Linked DNA regions of Anas platyrhynchos: region 2 is linked to region 1. The links are chromatin contacts, called in public Hi-C maps. All regions are on one chromosome and are shown on one strand. The core of a region is the stretch at or near the end of the contact, and the rest is flanking DNA. Distances in the headings are between cores, read along the strand shown. Region 1 holds the start of FJX1 (four-jointed box kinase 1). Region 2 has its middle 15 kb from the start of PRR5L.

Region 1 (7,575 bases), core at 2,244-4,743:
TTTTTTCCTTTCTTTAATTTGGTGTCAGTGAGAAGGCAACACAAATCAGGAGTTAACTGCGATGTCAGGGAATAGTGACAACAGAAATAACACAGCTCTGCTGTGCTGACTTCCTCAAGAGCCCCCCAGCTGCTCCCAGCTGTCCAGAAGAACCCGGAGGCTGCTTTAGATGTCACCAGATAAGTTACGGTTACAGCACCCCGTTCTGCAAGGGCAAAAACCGCAGCACGGGCACGCTGCGTGGCTCCCCTCGTGTGGCAGGGAAACGCAGCAGGGCCAGCCGTAGAAACCAGCCCTGGCACCACCTGTCTGGCAAACTGCTGGGTGCAAGAAAACCTGAGTAAGAGACTTGCTCCCGTGCTTTTCTGTTTCATTGCTCCTGACGAAAGCCACACGTTGTGCCGCACGTGGTAGGTGCTTTGTCCACTGCTCATGCCTCAGCCTGTGCCGGCCTGAGGCTCCTGGAGGAGCTGAGACACATTTGGATGTAAAAAAGTGTTATTGTATTTTTAATAAAGCCTATTGAATAAAAAATGGCGCTTAGATATTGGGTAGAGTTGGCTCCTGCCTGCAGTCCTTAACCTCTGAAGGGTACTTGCCCACTGCCATTTAAATCCCACGCAGCAGCTCTCTTCCGTCCTTCTCTTTATTCAGTCCTTAAGAGAATGCTAGTTAAATACCAGATAAGTAAATACGTAATCAATGAGACATTTATTGAATGTTAATGCCGTGTTTAATAAGGCTTAGAAATTTAAATGGGTCACATTAAGATGTAGAGTGCACAGCAGGGAAACTTCTCAATGTCACCAGCCCCGGTCACAGAGGAATCATGAGCTGGGGCCTTCGAAACGGGGACAGCTTCGAGGCTCAGGTGTGGGGGGCTTCTTTTTTCTGCCTCTCACCCCCCAGCAGGAGGGCTCCATACAGAGATGTCTCCACTGCAGGACTGACCACACAGAGATCCCTGTGGCTATGAGAGCCAAGCTGATAAATGCAGTGAGTCTCAATCTAGGGTGGCCACGGCAGACCCTGTTTATTTTCTGCAGCAAAGACTGAGAGCACCGGTCAATAACTTAACAGCTGGAATGCGTAGAAAAGTATTACAATAGGAATCGCAGCCGCAAGCAGGGCTGCCAGCGGAGACGTCTGCAAGGTGGAAATCCCATCACCCGAGTCACTCGAAACTGGACAAAAAACGCTGGAGAATGAGGGGCAGGAAGGGCCCCCACAGGGAGGAGAGGAGCGCACCGGCACCAGAGATGGGCCCATACCTGGGGAGACAGGTACCCCACTCCCTGCTGCCCACCTCCCGGCCTCGCATGGGGACAGAGGGTCCCTGCTTGGAGGGGAAAGGCCGGGGGAATTAAAGCGAAGGTCCAGGGAATCCATACATCACTTTCTTCTGTGCCTTCCCCTGTGCTCCTGGCAGCCAGAGGGGCTCCTCCGTCCTTGGAGGGGCTCCTGCTGCCCCTGCAGGCAGCGTGGTGAGAGAGGTTATCAGGGGCCTGGAAAACATCTTGCTATTTAAGCCAGCCCTGTTCCCTGCGCTGCTTGGAGGGAGCCGCACCGCTGGCCTTATGCTGGTGCAGCTGGGGTTGTTACCTCATGGCTAATTAGAGCGCTTTCACCGGCCCTGCAAAAGCTGCGCCTTTTTAGGACATGCTGAAAAGTTTAAGATGTGTCCTGGGTGTAGTTTTGCATTTTTTAACATTTTATGAGCATTTTTTAACTTCCTCTAGCAATAGCAACTCTGCCTTTAGGCTGGCCCCGTTTCTCCAGGCAAGTCTGGTCCATCCCAGCCTTCAGCTGGGCCCATCCCGGGGCTACCCAGTGCCTGCAGGGGGCATCGAGGGGAAGGGGGCACTGTTTGCAGTGAGATGACAGATTCTCTCCTTAAAGGCAGTATCTATCTAACGATGCGTATTTTTAATGGGTCTGCAGGGTGGCTCAGGAGGTCTGTGGTCAGCATGGTTGGCGTTTCTCTTCCAAAAAGACACTGGGTTTCCCCTCTCTCTTCTGTTACACTACATCAGGGCAGGTGCCTGGGCTAGATGTGGCAGCAGCACTGAGCAGTGTTCTCCGCTCATATGTTTTGGCAGCCAGGAGGAGAGGAGATTTGCTATCAGTGCATACGGCATGAAAATTGCTGGCGACGGGACCTGACCCCTCAGGATGCCCCATCAGAAAGCAGGGGCATGCACCCGATGCATTATTTATCCTCTCACACGGCGATTACCTTTCATCTCCCTGAATTGCCTCAGCAATTTCACTTGAAAGCATTCCTTGAGCCTCTTTACTTCCTGGCCTGGAAAAAATGTGCTTTGTGCGATGGATACAGACGCCTGTCCCCAGAAGGGACTGCAGGCTGTGGTCAGCCGCTCACCACGGCACGGTTTGGCTGGGCCGGACCTGCTGAGGGTGTCCCCCACGCCACCAGCAGTGAGGCCATAGCCTGATGTTGAATGCTCACGTGGAAAATCCTCCCGGCTGAGCCATCTGCCTCTGTTGGGGCTGGGCTGGCGCAAGGGGTGCTGCTGGCAGAGTGTTTTGGTCCAATTCTGTCACGAGAGCCTGCTCCTGGGCACCCTGGGGCTGAGGGCATCACCCACCACCTCCCATCTTGGCAGCTCACCTTTAGCAGGGCTGAAAACAAATCCCCTGCCTGGCTGAGCATTGGCAGGCACCTGACAAGTCTTGTGAATGCTTACAAGAGCCGGGCTCAAGAACTCAAGCACTTCCTCATTTATTGCCTTGATATTAAAGGCAGAGTCACAGATATTAAGAACAGGGAGAGGCAGCGTACCGGGGAGATAGGATCTGTGCTGTATGCGGAAATTGCTCGGCTTCGTGTCCTACATGGTGCTTCAGATTGCAAGAAAAGACCTCAGGAGCCCCATCTGCCAGGGAGCTTTTCTGAGAAACCAGAAGCGGAGCCTAAGCCATAGAAGAGCTCCCTGCTGCGGGCTGAGACACATTTGTAAAACACTTCCAGAAACTGCCCCGCACCTGAAGGGCCAGGTCCCTAATGCTCACCTCCCTGCTCTGCGATGCCTTCTCCAGCCCTGCCTCCCAAGGAAATAAGCCAACCCTGCCCTTCAGCCGCTGGGACGCCTCACCACGAGGGCTGCTTGTGTGGAGAGGGATGCTCGTGTAGCGTACAGCGGCACCGAGCACACAGCATCTCTCACACCGTGTGCTTGCCAGCAGGGCTTATTCCAGGAGTCCCACCCTTCCCCGGGAGAACCAGGCTGCTTCCCTGGCCGCCCTTCATCCGTGCTGGAGGCTTTTTCAGCCCCAGCTCTTCCCCCTGGACAGCAGCAGGCCGAGGGCTGAGCCCCTCCTGTTGCTCTCGGTGCTCGGCGGCGGCTGCAGCGGGGCCCCGGGCCCTGCGGGGGGCGCTGGCGCCTCACGGGGGCGGTCGGGGGGGGCCCGGCCCGGCCCCAGCTCCGCGTCGCCGCTTTTAGGGGCGGTGCCGGGGGCGGCGCGGGGCCCCCCGCAGCCGGGGCTGGGCGCACAGGGCGCGGGGCTGCCGCCGGGCCGGGGCTGGAGCCAGGACCGGCACCGGGGCTGGAGCCGGGCTCGCGGCTCCGGGCTCCGCTCCCCGCCGCCATGGGGCAGCGCCGGCCCGGCCCGGCGTGAGGCGGCGGCGGGCGGCATGGAGCGGGGCGGCCGCGCGGCGCTGGGGCTGCTGGCGCTGGGCGCGCTGCTGGGGCTCTGCGCGCTGCCCCCCCCGCAGCCCGGCCCGCAGCGGGGCGAGCCCCGGCGCGGCGGGCAGAAAACTTTCCGGGCGCTGCTGGCCGTGGGCCGGGAGCAGCAGGAGCAGGAGCAGGAGCGGGAGGAGCGGCAGGAGGCGGCCGGGCGGGCGGCGCCGGTGCGGCGGGGCATCTTCTGGAGCCGGGAGCTGGAGGCGCGGGTGCCGCGGGGCTTCGCGGCCGAGGAGGCGGCGGCGTGGCCGGCGGCCGCCCGAGCTGCCCGGGTGTCGTCGCTGGAGCGCGGCGGCTGCGGGCGCAGCTCCAACCGGCTGGCCAGGCTGTCGGACGGGAGCCGGGCCTGCGTGCGCTACGGGGTGAGCCCGGAGCAGATCCAGGGCGAGGCGCTGTCCTACCACCTGGCCGGCGTGCTGGGCATGCAGCAGCGCCTGCCGCCCATGGCGCTGGCGCTGGTGGAGCCCCGCGGGCGGCAGTGGGAGCCGGTGCGGGAGGAGCTGCGCGGCTCGCTGTGGGCCGAGGGCGCGGTGGTCAGCCTGACCCGCTGGGTGGACAACCTGACGGCCGTGGTGGCCCCCGCGCCCTGGGGCAGCGAGGCGGGCGGCGGGCGGCGGCCGCGGGCGCTGTCGGCGGCGGAGCTGGGCGGGCTGCCCGCCGCGCAGCTGGTGGAGCTGGTGCAGTGGAGCGACCTGATCCTCTTCGACTACCTGACGGCCAACTTCGACCGGCTGGCCAGCAACCTCTTCAGCCTGCAGTGGGACCCGCGCGTCATGCGGCGCGCCACCAGCAACCTGCTGCGCGGGCCCGACGGCGGGCTGGTCTTCATGGACAACGAGGCCGGGCTGGTGCACGGCTACCGCCTGCTCGCCGTCTGGGACCCCTACCACGAGCCGCTGCTGCGCTCCGTCTGCGTCTTCCGCGAGGGCACGGCCAAGCGGGTGGCCGAGCTGCACCGCCGCCGCAGCGCTGCCGCCGAGCTGCGCCGCCGGTACCGCGCCCGAGAGCCCCTCTGGGCCCACCTGGGCTTCCTCTCGGAGCGCCAGGCCGAGCTGCTGCAGGCCCGCGTCGACTTCGTGCACCGCCACATCGCCCACTGCCGCGCACAGGCCGCCGCGCTCTGACCCCCCAAGCCGGGTGCCCGAAGCCGGGTGCCCTGGGGACCCCCCCGGGGTGGTTGCTGGATGTGGCCGCCGAGAAGGAAGCGTGTAGAAAGCCCCCGTCCCGGTAGCTGTTAGTCTGTGTCGTGGGCGCTCCTGGTTCGACTGCTCGGATCCCCGGTGTGTGTTCGTGATCGTCGCCATCCTTTGATTTGACCCGTAACGTGACCGTGGGGGACGGAAGAGGCTCTCCCAGGCTCCAGACACATCGCTGTGTGCCAAGACTTGGATGTGATAGTGAAAGCGGAGAACGAAACTGTCCCATGCACTTTACTTTGACTTTTTAATTTTTTATAAAAAAAAAAAAAAAAAAAGGGACCTTTTTATTTTACAAAGTCTGCCTTTTATGTACATTATAAATGTTCATAAGCCTTTCTGTAACATACTAAAGAAACTGATGATTCGGTAAAGCGTGCCCGATGTTTCGCCTCCTTTGTCCCAACTGTGTGCCCGAGCCTGGAAAGGGAAGCGCGCACCTCCGCCGGCCCCGCTGAGTGACACGGCCCGCTGCCTCCCAGCTGCTTCCTGCACCGAGCTTCAGCTAAACAGACATGCCTGGTGGTTTTTGTTCGTGGGGTTTGGTTGCTGGTTGTGTTTTTTTTTCCAAGCCTGAAAAGATCTGCTTTTACTAGCACCGGCTGGTTTCAGAAAACTGATGTAGGTGGTGTGGGCTTAGGGGCTGGCAGCCCCTTAGGGTGCCCAGGCTGTGTCCCAGCCTCATACCATGGCTTGCTTCAAGTGTCACCGGACTGACAGCAGGTACCCAAAGCTTCCCCGGAGCTGCCAGGTGTTTTTGGGAGGCATTTGCACTGGTTCTCCGCCCTCTGTTTCCATTTTGTCTATCTTTGCAACTGGGGCTGAGGCCAAAGTGAAGAACAGGAGAGCTCTTCAGTCTTCCTAAAAGAGGTGTGTGGGATTTTTTTTTTTTCTACAAAAGTTTTGTTCAAGGTACAGCAAAGTGGCACAAGCGGGTGGACAAAACAAAGCATCTGCATCTCTTGTTGCGTTTTCCTTATGTGCCGGAATCCACAGAAGAGGCAATTGTTCGGCTCAAAACACAGCCGGGATCGGGACAAAGGACAAGCTAATCCTCTTTGCGCCCCAGATGCCAGTGCCCATCCCTCTGTAACGGAGCAGCAGCGTAACCCCTGGTGCCCAGGCAGCAGAGCACCGCGGGGATGCGAGGCGGTGGCTGCTGCCTTCCCGCAGCGAGCACCAGCCTCCCCGGACCTCAGCGAGAGCAGCGCCTTCATCTGTGCTGGTGGGGGTCCTCGGGCTGTTAATATTCATTTATTTAGATTAAACTTCACACCAAGACAAGTTTCTTTGGCCGTTGCCGTGTTTTCCTTTGGTGTGCGTGTTGTGGGTTGGTTGGTTTGCTTGTTCAAGTAGGACAAGGGTTTTACAAACAGCTTTAACTTACCCGCTAGTTAGCTGTATTAGATGTTGCAACCTGTGCATATGTGTATTTATCTTAAAATGCTACAGCAGCCTCCAGGACTCGCTTCATTCAAGTGCTTAACTGACAGGGCTCTCTATTGAACTCGTTTTTATAGTTTGGTGCATTTATCTCTCCGAACAATGCCCAGAACCCCATGTGACGCTCCCTTGCCATTTACATGATAATGCACAATTTAGCTGTGTAATTCTTAATTCCTCTTTAGCGCTGTTTGTCAGCCTTGCTTTGTAACTCAAAAGCAGCAGCTCTGTTGCATTCACCTAATGAAAATGCGTTTAAGTAATAGACTGCTGGTACAAATTGTAAGCCACGGTGAAGAGCAAACTGCTGTGCTGCAAACTTCCCAGGTTTTGTTTCTGCTCGAGTATTTCTACAAGTATCGGCACGACCCCGCTTTTGATGGCTAATGGGGAATAAATCTCCTTTGCAGCGCCTTTAGAGTCAGACCCTAGATAATTACACCCTTCAAGAAGAAACGCGGGGCTCTATTTGTCGATCGGTAAATTCGAGCTGTACGTGGGGTATGCACTGAAAAGTGGTGTAGTTTGGGGTCGGTGAGGCTGGAGGTACCGTGCCAGAGGAGCCGCGTCCCGTGGGGAAGAGAGGCCAGGGCAAAGCAGGGATCGCGATGCTGTGCCGCGGAGCTCCTGCGTTTTGTTCTGCTGCAGACCGTCTGCTGCTGTGCTGGAGAACGCTTTCAATCACCGTCACGTTAAGGAAACTACCTTTCTGCTGCGTGACTTCTTCGGGGCAAGCAGAGCTTTGTCAGTTCTTGCCCTGGCACATTCTTCGCGTGCCTCCAGCTCGATGCGCTGCCTGAGCCCGGGCTGTCTCTGAGCAGAACAAAGGGCTGGGGGCCCGTCGGGCTTCTCCTGAGCTTAAATCTTACTGGTGCCGCTCTAATGCTGAGCATCTCCTGTGGCTCCCTCTGCACCCAGCAGCGGGGCAGGCGAGGAGGGCTTCTCTTTAGAGAGAGACAACTTGCAGCCCTGGAAGTTGTGAGCTGTAAGAGGTGCTGAGGGCAGGAGCTGGCCACGCGCTGCTGGCAGCCCCGCTGCAGCTCGCTGGAGGATCCATGCTGCTGGGCTTCCTGCAGCATCCAAATTTGCTGCTGCTGGACACCAGGGAGGGGTGTGGGCTGGGGGTGGCCACTGCTCAGGAGCTTGCCCACAAGGCTGGCATTCACAGGGCACGTTCCTTGAGCCTTTTTTGCAGGGGTCCGGAGGAGTTTTGAAGCTGGATGAGCTTCCGT
Region 2 (7,575 bases), core at 3,236-5,735, 210 kb after region 1:
AACTGAAGCATTTCAGCTTCTGTGAAAGCAAGGAAGAAGCGATGGGTCCGGCTTTCATCCTCCCGTACCTCACAGGCAGAGAGAGGAGCCACAGCCTGAGCTGCGGGAGCAGGACAGGGCCAGTGGCTCCTGGCTGGCGTTTCAGATGCCCGTGTTGTCCGTGCGCCCTCTGGAGAAGAGGGGTCACAACAGGGAGACCTGCCAAAGCACCCACGGGATTGGGAATTGCAAAGTGTGTTCCAAAGGGTGCTGCTGCCCTGTGCACACTGAATACACCAGCGCTAAGGCTTGGCCTTCTGACAGGCTGTGTCAAAACTTAGGTTGCCTGCCGTGGTTTTGAGGACAAAAGCTGGGATATCGAGCACCGGGGTATCTGAATGTCTAGGCCAAAGCACAATTAAGACACGGTTGTTTTTCATTACAAGGAATTAGCTTTTTGCTGATGTGTGCATCGTGAGCCCAATACTGCTGACAGAGACGGGAGAGCTGGCTTCTAGCTAAAGCGAGGTCTCCGATTTACCCCTGCTTTCACTGCCTGCCACGTGCAGCACAGTGGCAGCTGAGGCATCCAAGTAGCCATCAATAGTAAGAAGTGTTGCCACCTTTTTGGAAACAATAGGGAATCATCACAGTAATGCCTAAAAGTGAATTTTGCTATGCTTTAGCAGACTCTTGGTTCCCCAGATCTGAGTGTGGTAAAACCTCCAGAGAATGTTATTAGAGGCTGGTTTTATTGCCTAGGCTTTCCTAGAGGTTTGGGTGTGGTGCAGTGGCTTTTAACCTCTTCATTTAAGCTTGCCTTGCTTAGACAAACCTTTTTGTGGTCTTCCAGAGCCTTTGCAAAGGGATGGGACCAGGCAGTGGGACTCCAGGACAGCTGGGACCTCTCCAGCCTTCCAGAAGCGTTCTTGCACAGCTCCCCGAGGACGTGTGGCTGCCCTCTGGGATGGCAGGTGAGAAGGAGCCTCTGCAGTGCAGAGAGGAGTGCTGCTAAAAACCTTTCACTGAGGTAAAGGCTTGGGGGATGTCCGTAGGACAGGTGCAGTGGGCCTGGGAGCTGAGCTGGAGTCCAGGAAGGCGGTGAAGACGTGGCCAATGTAAATCACTCGGGTTCTGTGTCCTCTCTGCAAAACCTTCTCATCTCAGCGCCTTTGGCAGGAGGTGTCTGTTAACAACTACACGGCACGCAGCTTAAAACGTGATGGTTTGTGCGGGTAAAGCCTGCTCTGTGTTTGGAGAGGCTGCACAAGAAAGGCTTGGGGCTGCAGCCTAACGCTAACCCGTGGGAGGCTGCAGGTTGTTCAGGGTCAGAGTGGAGGCAGCGTTGTTCATCAGGTGGGTGTGAGTGGTTCTATTTCACTGCGCCCTTTCAAGCAGCCTCGGATGCTGTGAGGGGAGGCATGCGAGGAAACTTCAAACATGTAAAAGGCTGCTGAAAAAAGGGAAAGGATCATTTGTTCTCCCACTGCCAAGTAGAAATTGGCTAAAATTTTGGATCCAGGCTGGCGACTGGGGAACATAACTTTGTTTAATAATTTTAAAAAGTAGAGGGGCACGGGGTTGGGAAGTGTTTAGTACCAGCTCAGAGAAAGAGGCGTCAGAAATGACCTTTTATCAGTCTCCTGCTGGAGTTGGTCTGTGGAGACCATCAGCCCAGCTTTGTGCCAGCTTTGATGTGGAGAGATGAGAGATCACACTCATCCACTGACACTGTCCTCATGGTACATTTGCTGGGGCATCATTTGTGGAGAGACTTTCATGCTTAGGTGCTGTTTTGCTGTTCTTTCTAAACTTTCCCTTGCTTCATGCCTCTCGGCTTATGGTGTGGAAAAAACAGAGAACTCTCTAAGCGACCTTTCAGTAACTTTGAGCAGTTTCTGGCCTGGCCTCGTGACACGCAGGCAGCTGTTTATTTATAAAGGAAGCTATGCAGACATGGCAAGGAGTTGGCTGTTGACCCTTGCAAAGTGTTGTAATAAGCTGGTGATGGAAGAAGGATAGGAAAAAATCAAAGCAAGTCTTTACATCAAAGGCAGAGAGAGGAGCCGCAATTAACATGGTCAGATGTGGGAGATTCAGCAGGGGAGAGAGCCGGTACCAGAATCTGCACTGATGTCCCCCCTGTCCAGACCCTATCAATCTTGCCAGGGAATTTGACAGGTGAGGAAAGTCAAAGAGCAGCTGAGGGATTCCGAAATCAAAGGACTTTGAAAGCTGGATCAGAGAATGGAGCGCGATTTCCCCATCTGCTTTGAATTTATTGTTGCTAATGAGGAAGCATCTGCTTTGAATTTATTGTTGCTAATGAGGTTGCTCTGGTCTGAGTGAGCACGCTGGACCAGAGGGGTCACTCGACATTTCCATCACATTCAAAGGAAGGTATCGGGGGACTTCTTCCTCCACGTTAACCCTTTCACTGTTAAGCACATATGAAAGAGCAATGTAAAGTGAGGTGGAAAAGGGGAAATACGTGTTTACTGCTTTCAAGCTGACCAAAGAGGTCAGTGGGGTCCTGTTTGGGTGCCTGACTGCTGGGAGCTCCTGCAGGCGAAGCTGAAAACCCCAGCACCAGTCCCTGCTGCCGACCAGCTCAGAAGCGTATCTGTTCCTTCTGCTCTGTCGCTGATGTTTGCCATGCTCAGTCTTCTCTGCAGAGCCAAAATTACAGGGCTGTGAATCCAAGACCTGCAAGTACCTTTGCTCTGTACGTGTAATTTATGCACAAAGCTGGGAATGGTTGAGCTGACCAGGTATTTATATCCAGGCTCCCCATCCCCTTCAGGTCAGGTGCTGTCCCCGGGAGCAGAATGTGTGTGACCGGGGCGGGCCTCTCTCCTCCGCCCCCCTGCTGTGTTTTCTAAGCAACGGGGACTGCACAGTGTGTGGGTGCAGGAGCAGATGAGAAAATTGGCTGATGAGCCTGAGGCAAGCGTTGGAGCTAATTGTGAGGCCTTTTGCATCCCATGGGAGTTAATCTTGAAATTGTCTGTTTTACATACCAGACGCTGACCTCTCCATCCCAGATTCCCCAAAACCTTTCTGTGCTTCCTGGCCTTTGCTGCCCACTCATGCTGCTGCCATCACATTTGATGTTCCCTGGCTCCTCTTGATAAAGCTGAAGGCACCAAAAGCCGCGGGGATCTGCTCGCAGAGGTGGTGATCCTTGCCCTGGGCTGAGCCAGTTGTCACTCCGGGCTGCTGCTCACCTGCAGGGCAGGAGCACTGGCGGAGACTCACAGAGCTGCAGATCTTCAGCAGGGGACAGAGAGTGCGAGGCAAAATGTTGGTGTGAGAGCTGACTCCCTGGCATACTCAAGGAGCTTGTTTGTGCAAGCTGCTGCTGCAACAGGGGCTCGGTGGCTTGCACGCAAACTGCATCTTGTCCTGAGAGCTGCAGAGCTCGGAGCCCAGCTGGCTGCTGGGGTGGATGCTGGTTGTGAACAGCTCAGGGTTTGGGGCTGGGAAACTTGCAGAGTGGGTGCTTGGAGTGGGTTCACCTCCTGTGAATCATTTTCTATTAAATTTTCTATTAAATCGTATTAAAACACAGCATGCGGTGAGACACATCAGCCCCGGCCATTCAGGAGGCACAGCACGGCCTCACCTGGCACTTCCAACCCAACCAGGTCCTGTCTGACTGAGGCATGGCAGAGGCAGCTCATTTTGAGAGACAAAAGTGTCTTCCCAGGCTGTCTGATTCTCTCTGGCTCCCTCTTCTGAAAACACCGTGAGTTACTTTTCATTCCTTTCCTTTCCTTTGTCTTACAGAAAGAATCTTTGGGTGCTGTTGTTCCTGCTTTAGTTCTTTGTTCCCCTTACGCCGTGCCGCTGCAGTGATGTGCTTATCACACTCCCAAAATGCACTGATGTGGGCGCTTGCTTAACTGTGGTGGACTGAGTGGCTGAACCAGGAGGTTTTGGGGAGCTCAAAGCCCTGGGCTGACATTGCACTTGAAGGAGTCACCCATGAGCAGTCTCGGTTTGCAATCAAACTCAGGTGCATGACAATGGCTGCTGTGCCCTCTCCTTCTTACTGCTCTTCTGAAAGACTTTCCCTTTCCTGAGGTATTTCTTCCCTGGTTGCCTCCCCGACTGTCAGGGTGTGTGGTTTTAGGGTGATCCATCATCCAGCTTCAGCAGCACCGTGCTGGGTCTCTTAGCAGCGCTGCTGAGGCTGGATCGGTGGATTGCGGTCATGTAGGAAATACCAGACAGAACAAGGTCCCAGGGTGGATGCAGGGTGCCGTGGCCATTGGTTGCTGTGATATTTAGGATTATGCTTTCAAGTGAAACGCTGGGAATTAGTGAGACAATGAGTTTTCAAGGACATTGTGTCTACTGGGAATGTTTAAACCCAGCAATATCCAGTCGATAACGTAACAGGATTAAAGCTTGTTGCATCAGAATCAGCACAATTTTGTTGCCAACTAGGAGCTAGGCACAAAAGCCCTTATGCAGCAGTTAATGGTCTTATCTGGAGACCTTCCTGCTTACAGCCCACTGAATTGCAAACACCGACCGACGATTTAAGGCACTGCCTGGCGTCAAAAGCTCCTCTGAGCTGCCGCCCAGTTGGTGCTGCTGCTGCACCAGCTGGAGGCAGGGCTGAGTGACCCAGGCACCGAAACCGTGGGCACAGACACGTCCTGTGCGCCCAGCACTGCCTGCCTCGGGGGGTCTGACCTTTCGGGGGCAGGCTAGGATTAGTGGGGATATTTTCAATGCAAGCTGCGTTTTTTCTGGTGATCTATAGGTATTGATCCTCCAAGCCAAAGGTTTTGCGAAGTCTAATTTTGGCCAGGTGTTAGCAATCCATGGACGTGCTTTGAAAGAGCAGCATGCTGTAGGCCAGAGGTGCTCGCAACATGGCAGGGAGCAGCTGGGGGGGGCTTGGTCTGTGCTGTGGTGTGCTTGGTGTGCTCCCAAAGATGTGAGAGGCAGCAGCAGTCTGAGGGGCTGTTTCAGGGTTTTAAAAAAAGGTTTGTGACATATTCTGCCCAAGTCGAGACACGATAGATCTCGAGGGGAGAGCAATGGACCCGTAAACCTCTTTGTGGGCCAGCCCTAATGAAGGACAACACCTGAGCATAGCTGGTTCATCGCAGGCCTTTCTCCGTCAGGTGTGGGATTTCCAAACATCGTAAATGCGGTAATAAAAGTGGGTTAATAAGGCAATAAATGGCAATCATGAGGTCCCTGGTTGACTACAAGAAGAAAAAAAAGAAGTCTATATTTATTTCCCTGCTCTTCTCCACCGCTGAGGTGCTGCTGGATCTGCAGGCTCTGCAGGCCCCTCCCAAAGGCCTGCCCAAGCCGTACTGCCCTCCAGGACAGATTAATCCTGTAGCAAATCCCACAGCAAAGGGCGGAAAACCAGGCAGCTCCAACCGAACCACCCTGGGCAACAGGGACCTAGCTGTGTGGATGAAATTTGTGTCCATGAGTCAACCTTGGATCATCCAGGCTCAGAGCACTCGGAGGCACCACAGCCCCCCTGCTCTGCAGGGGCACATGCATCACAGGCAGGAGTACTGCGGGAATTCAAATACATGAAATTTCTTACAACCCAGCCTATTCATCTCCCCAGTCACAGACAAGTGAAAGGAGAGGCGAGGCTAAAGCACAAAAAGCACTGGAGGTAGGGAGAAGAGCAGGGGCTGTATTCGGGGGAACCATCTCGGTGGTTGCTGCTTGCTGAAAGCAGCTGCCAGCTTACCTGGAAGGTCTGAAAGCGAGATGAGGCAAATGGGGCCTCTTCCGAAACAAACAAATGTGCTGCTCCTTCGCTGTGGCCTCTATTCACAGCTTCCTTCTGAAGCTTTTCCATATGAATGAGGTGGAAGGACAAACTTGTAAAGTGGGTCAGGGAGAGGTGAAGACTTGCTCTCAGCTATAAACCCCAGCAGGACACGACTCCTTTGAAGAGCATTGTAATAATGATTTAGGTTTAAGTTCAGGAGTCAAAGCCTGTTGTATTTTCAAAGCTGTGTGGTGCTGTGCTTCTAAGGAACCGGGGAGAGTGATAAATTCTGCAAAACACTGTTTTCTTTGTAGGCAGCAGAAAATAATTTCTGCTGCCTGCGCTGTCATAGGGAACACAATGCTCTGGCATTGACATCTTTTTCTTGGCAGTATGCTCAGCACTCTTGTAAGTCCCTTTGCCTACACACTTCAAGAGGCTTAATACCAAGTGGATTGGTTAATTATCCCATCTCCCCTAAAATAGGTGTGACTGCCTTCCTACCTGCTAGGCAGGAGACAGAGAGATCAGGTGAGCCATGGCACAGGCAGGCAGCTCAAAAGTTTGCACTTCCACTACCACCGAGGCTGCCCTCTGCAGTTTTCCTGGGGCCCCAGCGGTGACAGCAAGTCCCCAAGTCCTGCATGAAGGCCAGGCCCAGCACTGCACACCACTGCTGTGCCTGGGGAGCTGCAGCTGCTCCCCTGGGCCCTCTCTGTTCCCTCGTGCACAGCTCTGAGCAAAACCAGGCTGAGAGCCGGAGCTGCAGCCATGCCTGCCATCAGAACCAGCCCTATGCTAGATGATGCTCCCTCCCCAAACCCTGCTGATGTTAAGCTGCTGCTGCTTAACGATGAGTATCATTAGTGACCAGGGTGTTTATTTTGTATGCAGCCATCATCCCCAAAGCTATTTCCCTCTCTTTGGAGAATTACCAATAAATTGAATTCATCACCTGGAAGTCGAGTTCATTTTCAGTCACTAGCAGACTTCATAGCTCTTTTCTTTGCTTTAACGGAGGCGTTAGGAGAGTCTGTGTATTATTTTTTTTTAATTTTGAATGTTGGCATTTTCCATTTATTATTATTGAATTCTCGAAATGGGATGATGTCCTTTCAGTGCCAGAGTGCGGTCTGCTCTGGAGTGGAGGATGACAGCGCGTTCTGATACAGAAAGATTTGTTGGAAACGTTGGGGAAGATGAAGTTTTAACCAAAAATGCTACACAAATTACTTCTCTTGTTGGGAATAGTCCTGGGATCCCTTCATCCCTGCAGGCTGGGTGAGCCTAGAGGGAGGGTTATCGCAAGTCTGTCAGCAGCATCTGAAGTTCCAAGCAAAGGGCTCCATGCCTCTGAAAATGGGGCTGCTGCTCCGCGAGCTGTCTCTGGGGACTCAATCCATCCATTACACTGCACAGATCTGTCTTACTTATCTAGCAAAAGATAAAAGACCACTGCTGTGTCAAGCAACGAGCAAGACTGAAATCTGATCCTGAAATAACTAAACTGTCGTGTTGATGCATCACAAACAACAGGCGGGATCCGTGTTGTTATTGATGGCAGTGCTGGGGGCAGCAGCGGCACGCTCTGAAGGTGAGGTCTCTGCCTCACAGAACCTGCGGTCTCAAGAGGTGCTGGGCAGACTGGGACGAAAGAGAGGATGGCAGCTGCACCTTGGTTAGATTTTTTACTTAGGTTTGCTTTTATTTCTTTTTTTTAAAGCATAGGACGGGTTTTTAATTTGTTTCTTGCCTGAGGACAAGGTAAAAATGTGTACAGCTTTCATTTCACTTCCAGGGTCTTTGCTTTCCTGGGAGCTGTTACCACACCCACA

The links. Hi-C and Micro-C count contacts between places; a contact is called where the count stands out from the background.
Region 2: a contact with region 1 is called in a Hi-C map of F1 follicle, with 2.3 times the contacts expected there. The contact joins the enhancer-like site here to the promoter of FJX1 in region 1. A contact is called at or near these places in 4 of 8 Hi-C or Micro-C datasets (F1 follicle, liver, skeletal muscle and 1 more).

What each region holds. Positions count from the first base shown.
Region 1 is chr5:49,537,025-49,544,599 of IASCAAS_PekinDuck_T2T, forward strand. FJX1 (four-jointed box kinase 1) reads left to right here and starts at 3,494. Exons shown (of 1, transcript XM_027458710.3): 1 at 3,494-6,182. The coding sequence starts at 3,656. The coding sequence ends at 4,828.
Region 2 is chr5:49,744,921-49,752,495 of IASCAAS_PekinDuck_T2T, forward strand. No RefSeq gene overlaps it. Among named protein-coding and RNA genes, the nearest start is that of PRR5L, 15 kb to the right of the region's middle. Within about 2 kb of position 4,486, at least 3 of the 8 cell types and tissues checked have an H3K27ac peak or open chromatin away from gene starts, as enhancers often do. A contact at or near this core is called in F1 follicle, where this site is marked.